2 separate regions of the Mus musculus genome follow, and region 1 is linked to region 2. A link is a contact called in public HiChIP or PLAC-seq data. All regions are on one chromosome and are shown on one strand. Each heading gives the region's core, a stretch centred on a gene start, on an enhancer-like site or on the middle of the called end of the contact. The rest is flanking DNA. Distances are from core to core; before and after follow the strand shown.

The links. HiChIP or PLAC-seq counts read pairs in DNA pulled down with a chosen protein or histone mark.
Region 1: an HNF4G HiChIP or PLAC-seq map of pancreatic cancer cells shows a contact between it and region 2. The contact joins two enhancer-like sites. A contact is called at or near these places in 1 of 39 promoter capture datasets (embryonic stem cells), 2 of 15 datasets of contacts at CTCF or cohesin (embryonic stem cells and large pre-B cells), 13 of 484 Hi-C or Micro-C datasets (the G1E-ER4 cell line, embryonic stem cells, morula and 1 more), 5 of 115 datasets of contacts at active chromatin or transcription factors (acute myeloid leukemia, embryonic stem cells, pancreatic cancer cells and 1 more) and 1 of 9 other capture datasets (embryonic stem cells).

What each region holds. Positions count from the first base shown.
Region 1 is chr5:147,130,224-147,136,548 of GRCm38.p6, reverse strand. No RefSeq gene overlaps it. Among named protein-coding and RNA genes, the nearest start is that of Gm34994, 26 kb to the left of the region's middle. Within about 2 kb of position 4,103, at least 34 of the 459 cell types and tissues checked have an H3K27ac peak or open chromatin away from gene starts, as enhancers often do. A contact at or near this core is called in pancreatic cancer cells, where this site is marked.
Region 2 is chr5:146,915,678-146,921,099 of GRCm38.p6, reverse strand. No RefSeq gene overlaps it. Among named protein-coding and RNA genes, the nearest start is that of Gm10858, 21 kb to the right of the region's middle. Within about 2 kb of position 4,044, at least 22 of the 459 cell types and tissues checked have an H3K27ac peak or open chromatin away from gene starts, as enhancers often do. A contact at or near this core is called in pancreatic cancer cells, where this site is marked.

The DNA.
Region 1 (6,325 bases), core at 2,854-5,353, 220 kb before region 2:
CTTCAACCTTGGTGCCTCTTCTCTGTTTTGCAAAAATAAAAAATAAAAAATAAAACAAATCCTAACTTCTCCCAAAGAGACACATACACAACAGTTTGTCTAGCCTGGAGGCAGACTTCAAATAGACCTAAAGTGCCCTTTGGCGAGCACACAAGAAAGCCGAAAAGTGGTCCAAGAGGAGCTTCTCGTATGGGAATTTTAACTTCCCGTCCCATTTGACTTCTGGTCTTTAAAATACAGGTCAAATCAATGAATTTAATGAAGGCCCGTTGACACAATGGCTTCGCCTTGCATTTTGACCCACATAAAGGGGAGGCAGTCCAGGTCACAAGGCTTTAGCCAAACTTAAGTGGTCGGTACACAAACGCGACAGAAAGTCAGAAGCCCGGAGGCTCGCGAGACCTATTGACAAGCAGTTAAATGTATTTGAAGTGGCTGCATGAATGGACTTTGGTAAGGTAGCACCATTGTCTCCCATTGTCGCTTTCTCTCCATATGAAAACTTTCTCCCAAAGAACAAGAATCAATGAACGTGAAGTGTAGTGTCAGTTTTACTGGGCTCTGGCCGCCTTTCAGGAACGTGACTTTTTGTGGCGAGTTCATGCTACTTAAAAGTATTCTTAGCTCCGAGTTTAACTCTTGCGAAGGGTGGCTTCCCAGCCCCACTACCCACCCAGGTCTTTCCAAACTCTTTCATGCCATGAATAGCTCCCGAAGTTGAAAGAGTTGAAGATTAATTTTAGCTTTTTTTTTTTTTCTTCTGCTTTTGGATGCTTGGATTTTTCACGCAGGATGCCTGACTGCTCACTGCTAGCTCATGGAGGAGGAGTTGGGGAGGGGCAGAGGGTAATGGTTGCCTAACCACAATTCCTTTACCCTTCACACCAAGGGCACAGGCAGGCAGCTCCATTCCAAGACACGGCCAAGCTGCCTTGCAATCTGGGAGACTCAAAATCGGAATGTCTTTAACAAGTGTGTGGGGACCCAGAAAGGGTGAGTGGGAAGGAGGTCCTCTCAACCCAGACCAACTGTGAACTGATGGCCCCTTAATTCCAAGAAAAGGCTTGTCTCTGAAACCCATCTATACATGCGTGCGTGCATGTGTGCGTGTGTGCGTGTGTGTGTGTGTGTGTGTGTGTGTGTGTACACATATGAGTGGATGTGTGCATGTGTGTATATGAGTGTGTGTGCATATGTGTTTTATCAGTAAACATTCTTTTTAACCAAGCCATGTGGACAATACTAGTCCCCTGGGGGGCTCTGCCATTGTTTGAAAACACCCAGGGCTGTGGATAAGCTGTGTGGACACAGACATGGGATGTGAAATCTACAAAGGCCTGCTCCAAAGAGCCATGTGCTGGCTTCACAGGGGTTGATCGTTCTAAGATTTGCTAAAATGCTTTGGAGTTTCTCTCAGTAAATCTCTCTAGATAGATTTTATATATATACACATATATTGTATTTCCCCCTTTTGTCTGGTGTGTGTATGTGTGTTTGAAATTTCTCCCTCATTCATTGACCAGTAACTTTTTGTCACCAAGCCCTGACTTTTCTCCTTACATCTGCATTTAAGCTGTCATTGACTGCTGCTGTCCCCTCCTCTCAGGACCTGACAGCCAAAACCTCGTGCCCTTTCATCTCTTTGTGTCTGCATTATGACATAACCTGCCCAAAGTGGCCCAGCTCCCCAATTCTTGTATGTAAAATTTGCAACATTTTTTGAGACGGGTCAGTGCCCATTTTGGGGACCCTTTCTTTATCTGAGTACCGTGTTAAAACTTTTTGCAGATGTGGCCTATTCAGGAGCAGCCCGAGGCTGCATGCAGAGATGGGGAAGAGAAGAAAAGGCCTTCCTATTTTGTGATTGCCATAGTAACTCAAACATTGCCAGTGTGTTTGCAGTGCCTGGTCAGCAGCTCCTGGGAGTTTGATTTCCTGTGCAATCAAGCCCTCTACTGGGGACCACGACTCCTGTGACTCTGGCTGCACAGCGGACAGCTTGCTTGTTAGGTCTAAAATTAAGCATTTCAGTTTAAAATAATACCCATTTGTATCCATTTTGTTCAACGTAACAACAGCTGCCGTCCCTGGAATGACAGAGTTTCCTTTTAATCTGAAGCCTCATATGACATTTATGAATGAGGCTGGCTCCATTCATTTGCAGTTTGAATTCACACTGCTTATTTATTTATTTTTTTTGGGGGGTGTCTTTTTTTTTCTTCCCCAGCATATGGGTGAAATTCAACATTATTCAAGTAATTATATACACAGCTCAGGAGGAGGAAAAAGCCTGCTTTGTTTGTTGTTCTCTTTTAAACTAGTTAGATGGCACTTGGTGCTTCCTTTTTTTTTTTTTTTTTTTTTAATTTTAAAAAAAGGCCGAATCCAGAGGATGAATTGGTCGAGGCTTTCAAAGTTCAGTGAGATAATGAAAGAAGATGTAATACGGCCACTGAGTTTATTTACTATTTGTGGATAAACAACTAAAAACATCAGCCCTCCTTGCTCACTGGGAGGGAGAGAGAGGCAGAAAAGCCACTGATGGGGGATCCTGCTAAAATCGTTGAAAAACTATGATGCCTCGCTCTTGTTTTCTGCCTGCCAGGTCGTTCCCCTCCCCCGCCCCCTCACGCCGCCGCTGAAATGAACAAAACTGCAGGGTACCACCCAGGTGAAGGCGCGGGGTGAAAACACGGGGCACAAAAGACCAAATGGCAACCCTTTCAGAATGCTCTGCGGTTTCACAGTATTGCCAGGATGGGGGAAAATTAATTGGCATTTAGTTACACGTTGCCCCATAAGCGAAGCAGAGTTGAAGGTGCCTGGATAACAGCCGTTCTCTGTTCCCTGGCCCCGGGCAGAGCGTATTCCTGTCGCTTTAGCTCCACAGCATAGAGTCCAGTAGAAGCTCTCAGTCGCGAACTTCATTTCTCAAATTACATCACTAGAAGCCTTCTGCCTCAGCTTGAGAACTGAAGGAGCAACAAGAAGACAACCAACTGGTGCAGGATTCCCAATTCGTAAATACACATGAGCCGGCAAGCATTAAGTTAGGGTCTTAAGGCCGCAACACATGCCCTTAATCAGAAGACTAAAGAGCCTGAAAAAGTGGCTTTGATACTCTGTAAGTTTGTGGTCCTCTTAACCAGTTAAAAATACAGGGGCTGGAGAGATGGCTCAGACGGTCAGAGCACTGGCTGCTCTTGAAGAGGACCTTGGTTCGATTCCCGGCACCCACATGGCGGCTCACAACGGCCTGTAACTCCAATTGCAGGGAGTCCAGCGTCCTCTTCTGGCCTCTGCAGGCACTGCATTCATATGGCACACACCTACATCTAGGCAAATGCCCATATCATATTTGTATATCATAATGTAAAAATAAATTTAAAACAATTTTTTTTTGAGGCAAAGCCTAGGTGTCATGGAACTCAGTCTTTAGACCAGGCTGGCCTTGAACTCACAGAGATCCACCTGCCTTTACTTCCCAAATGCTGGGAGTTAAAGGCGTGCTCTACCATGCCTGGCTAAAAAAAAAAAAAAAAAAATTAAGGTTGCATAGAATTCTTCTTACATTAATTCACCTTTCTTTTTTCTTTTGAGCAGAGTCTCGCAGTGGGGCAGGCTTGGCCTAGAATTGACAATCCTCCTGCCTCCTCCCCTGGAATGCTGGGATTGTCTGCTTATTCATCTCATCACTTATTCAGGGACAGTATAGACTGAGCATGGCACAGCACTAAACACTGAGGTTAAACTGTCCTGGGTCTGGTTCCACTCCTAATATTGAAACCACCACCACCACCACCACCACCATCACCACCAGCAGCAGCCCTATTCTGGGACTGGCTGGACAAACCCTGCCCCACACTGATGGCACAACACAAAGACCCTGGCCCAGAAGAGTGGCACCTGCTAAAGAGAGCACTAGGCTCTCTCTCTCTCTCTCTCTCTCTCTCTCTCTCTCTCTCTCTGTGTGTGTGTGTGTGTGTGTGTGTGTGTGTGTGTGTGTGTGTAAGAGAGAGGCACTCAGTCAAACCCAGAGGGGAACAGTTTGGAATTTAGAAGGCTGGGGAGCCAGAAAGGGCAGGACTGAGAGACAAAAGTGTTCAGAATGTGCACAGCCGGGTGGTGGTGGTGGGGGGAAGGTGCCCTTTGTGGCAATAAGGTGTTACTCAGCGATCCCAGCATTTTTCTCTGTACGAATTCATGTGGCAGAGATTGACAGCTTTCTTATTATAAGTCTCTTTGTTAATAGACTGAAAACCCCAATCTCTGGCCCCAAAATGACTTCTAAGCTTCTCACCCTATGTCTCATAAGGCCAAAAAAATCACATCCCCAAACTAAGTAGCAGCTCACCCTGGCTTTTCTGCCTGGCTCTGCTGTGAGTCACTCAAATGGTCACAAGGGACCAAGGGCCTCCTCACCAGAGCCCTTCCTTGTTAACCATTTTGTGAGCATGCTTCATGTGTTCTATGAGTCACACAGTCTGTGATGTGTGTGTGTCCTCTGTGGACTGAGGACCACATTTCAGAGGCTCGGGGGAAACCTCAGGAATGGTGATGGAACCTAGCCGTGCCCAGACCAGTGGCCAGGTTGGGGGACACGGCTTGTAATGTGTCCTGCTTGTAACGGAGACCTGTGCACCCTAGATGGTATGCCCTCCCATCTCCATGATCCCACCCACCCACACACACACACACACACACACACACACGTTTACATATATATTAGTATTATTCTGAATCTGCTCTGCTCGCCAAGACTATGGAAGAAGGTATCAAAAGCTTTTATTTCAACTTGAGTATGAGAGAGGTAATGGTAGGCACAGTTATTGAAGCCTAATTCTCTGATTTATAAATTTTCTTCAGCTAACAGCAAAAGTTTGGTTGAGTGAATTCCATCCATGTGTCCCACTGTGTAACTCAGGAGGAGCCAAGGCTATGGGAAGGAGGGTTGGGCAGCAATCTAGGTAAGTGTGGACTTGGGCCTCGCAGGACAAGAGCTCTGTCCCCAGCACCGTTCTCCCTCCACACTCACCCCTGCCTAACTGTTCCATCTCCTAACATTCAGGGAGGAAAACATGATGAGATGCCAGGGTTTTGCTTGTGTGCTTATAAAACACAGACTGCACAGCACTGCCAGCCTTATGGGAACAAGCATCCTGCCTCTCTCTCTCTTTTTTCCTTTTTAGATTTATTTTGATTACTTTATATGTGTGTGTTGTGGCTGCATGTATGTTTGTGGAACACGTGCATGCCTGGTGCCCGAGAAGATGGCAAACCTCCATATCCGTGCTGGGAATCAGGTCTTTCACAACAAGTGCCCTTAACCACTGAGCCCAGGAATGAGCATTCTTTATAAGACCAGAACACACATTTTTAAAAATTTGTCTGAGATAGGGTCTCACTGTGTGGTCCCAGCTGACCTGGAACTCGCTATGTGATCAAGGCTGGTCTTAAACTCAGAGAAAGATCTCCCTGCTTTGCCTCCCAAGTGCTCAGACCAAAGCACTTAAGATGCTTGTGGCCACTGCATCTTAAGAACACACATTTGACACTTACTCTGCAGCTCAGATGGCCTGGGACTCACACTGTAGTCCAGGTTGGTCTTGGACTCAGAATAATACTCGTTTGCCTCAACCACACAGGGGCTGGGATTACTCCTGACTTCAGACTATAAATTACAATATTCTTCTGCTGGGGGTGGTGGCAGTAACCAGAATCTTTTTTTGTTTCCAGAGGGAAAGAACCCCCCCCCCCCAATGTGTTTTCTAAACACACATTGGAGGCATATGAGCAGAGAGAGCTGTCTCTCTGCTCAGCCCAGGGCACCAGCCCATGATGGGGTTTGGGCAGCAATAGGGATGTGGGTCAATGAACTGCCACAAATAAAAGTAGGTTTTGTGTGTGTGAGTGTGTGTGTGTGTGTGTGTGTGTGTGTGTGTGTGTGTGTGTATGTGAGGGAGGGATACAGAAGCCAAGGGAAATGCAGAGGGACGCTATAATTGTAGGCTTTTCCACCAGCACCTCATTTCCTGAATAACAATTCTGAGAGTTAATTATTTATGAATAAATGCCTGGGCCATATGCTTGGACTTGTTCCCCGACTAGCTGGTAACTTATATAACACTTTTAAATCGTTCTATGTCTGACACATGACTGGTTACCTCGAATCTTTTTCTATGTGTGACTTCCTCCAACTGGGATGGGGTGGGGTCCACTGGGGTGGGGTGGTGTGGGGGGGAATCTCCCAAGTCAAACACAATGTATGTAGACAGAAAGGACAGCCCAGAAAAGGAAGCCAGCAACAGATCTTAAAAACACCCAA
Region 2 (5,422 bases), core at 2,795-5,294:
CGATGACAGCCCCTCCCCCATCTCTCCTTCCCCTTCTTCTCTGAGAAAGAGGAGGCTGCCCCCTCATGACACCCCCTCCTTTCCAAGTCGTTGCAGGATTAGGCGCATCCTCTCCCACTGAGGCCAGCACCCGCCCCCCCCCCCAGCACATATGTAGCAGGTGCCTTGCTTTTGGGGGACCCAAACCTTGTCATCCCTGCACGTGTGTGCCTTAAATGTATGGGCTTAAGCGTGCACCACAGATCAACAGGGAAGAACTCTCTGTGTCCATGAACCCAGGTGAGGCTTCCAAACATTTCAGACAGAGCCACCCTCCGCCTTACAGAACATCTGCCTTCCTCCGCAGCACCAGAAGCTCCCAGAAGAATGACCCCACCCCCCATCCCCAGGGAACCACCCCTCTTTACACGTCTCCGCGTAAGTTGGGGGGGGGGGCGCTAGAGAAACAGCTGTCCTCAGCCCAAGTCCATCATAAAGGAATTTACAGAAAAGAGAGGCTGACCTAGAGGGTTGCTTCCTACAAGCCTAGAGGCCCTGACATCCAACCCCTCCCCACCCCACCCCCGCTTCCCTTCCCTCCCCCGCCATGGTTGGAATGTGGGATTGTCCCGGGTTGCCGGAGCGGGTGGGGAGGAGGGGCGCTCCCCCCACCCCACCCCACCCCACCCTCGATCCGCACAGGAGCCTGTGATGTTCGGAGGCAGAGGAGGGGGAAACCCATTCTCAGAGCGGTCGGCCCACCCCAGCTACCACTTTCCCCATTGATCTGGCCAAACGAACCCGCACCTGGCTCTCCCGTGTTGTAAACACTTTTATTTTCCCTTGGGTTTATGGCCTCCCATTACAAGGCACCATGACTTGTTTAAAAGTGCGCCAAACAAAGGGCTCTGGTGATTACAGACATGCTGCTGGTTTATGGTGGTCTCCCTTTGTCTCATTTTCCCCCTCTCTCTTCCTGCCTGCCCCCCCCCCTCCCTCCAGCGCCAGGTACACAGGCCCTTTAGGAAAGCCCTTCCAGCCAGCTGCTGGGGGCTTCCGATTCCAAACATCTGGTTCCCCTCAGCGGCAAGTTGGCTAATGTGACAGGAGGTGTGTGGGACTGGGCAGTGGGAACCTGCGTGTTCTCAGGTCAGGCTTCCACATGTCACCGTGAGATGACTGTTCTGGGATGTCTCTACCACATAACCTCTGATGGGCCAGCCTAGCAATTCTGGGATAAGGAGGTCTCTGGTGTTCTGTTGGATTTTCAGCCAGACTTGGCAAGCCCACATTGCCCACAGCCACTGCTGTGGAAGTCCAGAGGATGTGCTAACTCAAGGCCTATGGGAATGAGTGTCTGGGGGATGGGCAATACCTAAATAATGTCTCATGTCCCCATAACAGCAGGGTTCCCATGGGCTGGGACAAACAGCCGGGACAACAAGCAGGTAAACACATGAAAGGGACTCAAATATTTATATACCCCGCATTCATTATTCAAATAGCCAAGAGGTGGCAATAACCAAGTGCCCATTAATAGAGAGGGATGGCTGGACAACAGGACAGCACCTATCACTGAGCTTTTTTGAAAGGAGAGAAAATGCAGTATATATTGTAGCATGCATGAGCCTTGAAGACCTAATGTTTACGGAGATAAGTTTGTCACAAAGGAGCGAGGGGTAGCAGCTCAGCTTTATAAAGACAGCAAATGCAGGGTGTTTTCTGGTGACTGTGGGAAACACTGAGAGCCGCTGTCCAGTTAGAACCAAGCTTCCAAAATGTTTGCAACTGGATGGTGGAAATGGTCCTGCACCAATGGATTTAATGCCCCCGGAGCGTACTTGCAAATGTTTTTTAAGTGGCAAGTGTTATGGAATATATGTTCTATGCTTTGTTTTGGTTTTTGTTTTTACATTGATTTTGTGGAGGGTGGCGTGGGGGGAGCACTTGAGCCACAGACTGCATGCAGAGGTTAGAGGACAATTTGTAAGAGCCAGCTCTCTCCCTCCATGTGGATGACAGGGTAGAGCTCAGGCTAGTAGGCTTTTATCATCCACAGAGCCAACTGGTCAACTTTCTCACAACATTTTAATGTGGGGGAAAAAATAAGGCTTACAAGGGAAACATTGCATTGGGTAGTTAATACATTTAAATATGTTATGTTTGGGATCTTGAGATGTTTGAATCTGTCAGCTTATAAAACATTTGTTATTTTTATAATTTCTTCTTTTTTTTCTAGGTAAATATTCGCTCGTTTTATTAGCACCACGCTCTAACCAACTGAGCTAACCGGCCAGAGACTCACTCGTTTTATTATTTTTATGCGAGTGAGTGTTTGGCCTGGATGTATGGCTGTGTCCTATATACATCCCTTGTGCACATGAAGGCCAGAAGAGGATGTTGGATCCCCTGTAATTGAACTTAAGACAGTTGTGAGCTGCCATATGGGTGCTAGGAACCAAACTTGGGTCTTCTATACGAGTGGCCGATGCTCTTATCTGCTGAGCCACCTCTTAAGCCACTAAATATTCATTTCTGTACCTCATGGCTTTTCTTTCTTTCTTTCTTTCTTTCTTTCTTTCTTTCTTTCTTTCTTTCTTTCTTTCTTTCTTTCTCCCTTTCTTTCTTTCTTTCTTTCTTTCTTTCTTTCTTTGTTTCTTTCTTTCTTTCTTTCCTCTTTCTTTCTTTCTTTCTTTCTTTCTTTCTTTCTTTCTTTCTTTCTTTCTTTTTAAAATGGAGTAAGGGTTTCTTTTTTTTTTTTTAAGATTTATTTATTTATTATATGTAAGTACACTGTAGCTGTCTTCAGACACTCCAGAAGAGGGAGTCAGATCTTCTTACAGATGGTTGTGAGCCACCATGTGGTTGCTGGGATTTGAACTCCGGACCTTCGGAAGAGCAGTCGGGTGCTCTTACCCACTGAGCCATCTCACCAGCCCTCTTTCTTTTTTTAAATTGTTTTTTTCAAATATTTTATTTTTGTTTTATGTATATGAATACACTGTCACTGCCTACAGATATACAAGAAGAGGGCTTCAGATTCCATTATAGATGGTTGTGAGCCACCTCATGGTTGCTGGGAATTGAACTCAGAACCTCTGGAAGAGCAGCCAGTGTTCTTAACTGCGAGCCATCTCTCTAGCCCCTACTTCATGGTTTTTCAATGTCAAGTTAACCTCATTATCTGAAAATAGAGGCAATAATACAGAACTTGTACAGTCATACTAAAATATATGTATAGTAGATTTGAAAATTATGAGAACCAAGTGGGGTTTTTGTTGTCATTCTTTTTAATTTAAGACCCAGGGGCAGAGAGATATAAAATAAAAGAACCCCGATGGGGCTGGTGAGATGGCTCAGTGGGTAAGAGCACCCGACTGCTCTTCCGAAGGTCAGGAGTTCAAATCCCAGCAACCACATGGTGGCTCACAACCATCCGTAACGAGATCTGGCGCCCTCTTCTGGAGTGTCTGAAGACAGCTTCAGTGTACTTACATATAATAAATAAATTAAAAAAAAAAAAAAAAAAAAAAAAAGAACCCCGATGGCTGAGTCTCCCATTAATCTTAAGTTATTCAAAGATACCAGAATGGATTTTTTTTCTTTTCTTAGCTTTCTGGTGTTTTGAGACAGGATTTCACTATAGCCCAGGCTGGCCCTAGGTCTCCAGTTCTTAGCCTCCTTGGCTTGTATCACACATGTGGCCAATAATGAATTCTTTTGTTTTGAGACAGAGTTTCTCTGTGTAGCCCTGGCTATCCTAGAACTCTCTTTGTAGACCAGGCTGGCCTTGAACTTAGAGCTCCACCTACCTCTGCCTCCCAAGTGCTGCCAGCAACATATTCTCTCTTTTTTTAAACTTTATTTTATGTGTATGAGTATCCCATTTGCATGCCAGCCAGGGAATCATATCACATTATAGATGGTCAGGTTGCTGAGAGTTGAACTCAGGACCTCTAGAAGAGTAGCCAGTGCTCTTAACTGCTGAGACATCTCTCCAGCCCCAGCCATGTATTATTAATGTCTAGCCTCCTGGAGCTTGTCTTAGTCAGTTTCCTGTTGCAGCGACAAAATACCCCACGAGGGAGTCAGTCGGTTTACAGAAGGAAGGGTTTAGTGTACTTACCACCACAGCAGGGAGGCTTGGCGGCAAACTGCAGGCTCAGTAGGAGGGGCAGGAAGCTGAGAGCTCACATTTTCAAACACAAGCTCAAAGCATCAAGAGCATTCTCAAAATGGCCATTTCTAGAGGTCAACACGCTTCCCCCCCCCACCCCCCAGCCCCAGTGACCTACGTTCTCCAGTAAAGTCACACCTTCTAGTCCTCCACAGACAATGTTACCGTAAATTGGGGGCCAAGTGTTTAACTATTTGAGCCTATGGGAGATGTTTCTTATTCGAACTGAATAGCGCTTTTTTTTTTCTCCCATTGTAGCACTGGCTAGCCTGAGACTCACTATGTAGACCAGGCTGGCTTCTGATGCGCACCCAGCCTGGACAGCATTTCTATGAGGCCGTCTATTTTAGCTGAGGTTGTGATTCTCCATCTGCGGCTGCCCTGGGGCTTTAATCTAGATCATAGATGAGCCGGGGAGTAAGGGTAGGGAGCCTTCCACACAGAGTGTGGAGTCCAGTCACATAATCCAAGAAAAGGAGTGGAGCCCCCTGATGGGCAGAGACGGAGCTGCCCCAGGCTTGCTGACTGATGTCTGTACAAACATATTTGCTTGCACCCGGTGTGACATGCCTAGGACCAGCGTGTTTCTGACTTGGGGAGTTTTTCAAATTTGGGAATGTGTCCACAGACTTGACTTGTCTAAGTTTTGGCTTCAGACTTGCATTCGGGGTGCACAACAATTACCTGGGTTTCTGGGAAACTCTCCTTCAGTGTACCATCCGTCACCCTAGAGATAGATCCCCTCTCTCTCTTAGCCCCATGAAGGACATTTAGAGTCCACAAAGCTCTCTCACACAAATCTCGTTTATTTCTAACAGTACCAGTCAATATACATTGGGTGCTTGGACTGTCTTTTGAAGATATCTCTTGACCTTAAGCTCTGTCTTTGGTGTTGGTGGTACACAGTGTTTCTTGTTCTCCATGGCAAAATGTCTCCTTTTCCATCAAAAAACAAAGCAGGTGGGAGTCCCTAAGTTTAATCCCCTGCCAACAAGAGTACAGAAGATTGCTGGTTACTGATCTCTCAAAATAGACTCTGTGGTTCCAGGTAGGTCAGCCACACCTCAGTATATGGCCCCACACCCAGAGAAGTACATGGAAGGCACAAGCTGGAGTTGGGAGAAATTTACATTTAAAAAACAAAAGGGAACTCAAATGGATGGGGAGATGAGTGTGAATTCAGAAGAAGTGAAAATAGTATTAAATATATAGTATATATTCTAAAGGATTGCTGGGCGGTGGTGGCTCAGATCTTTAATCCCAGCA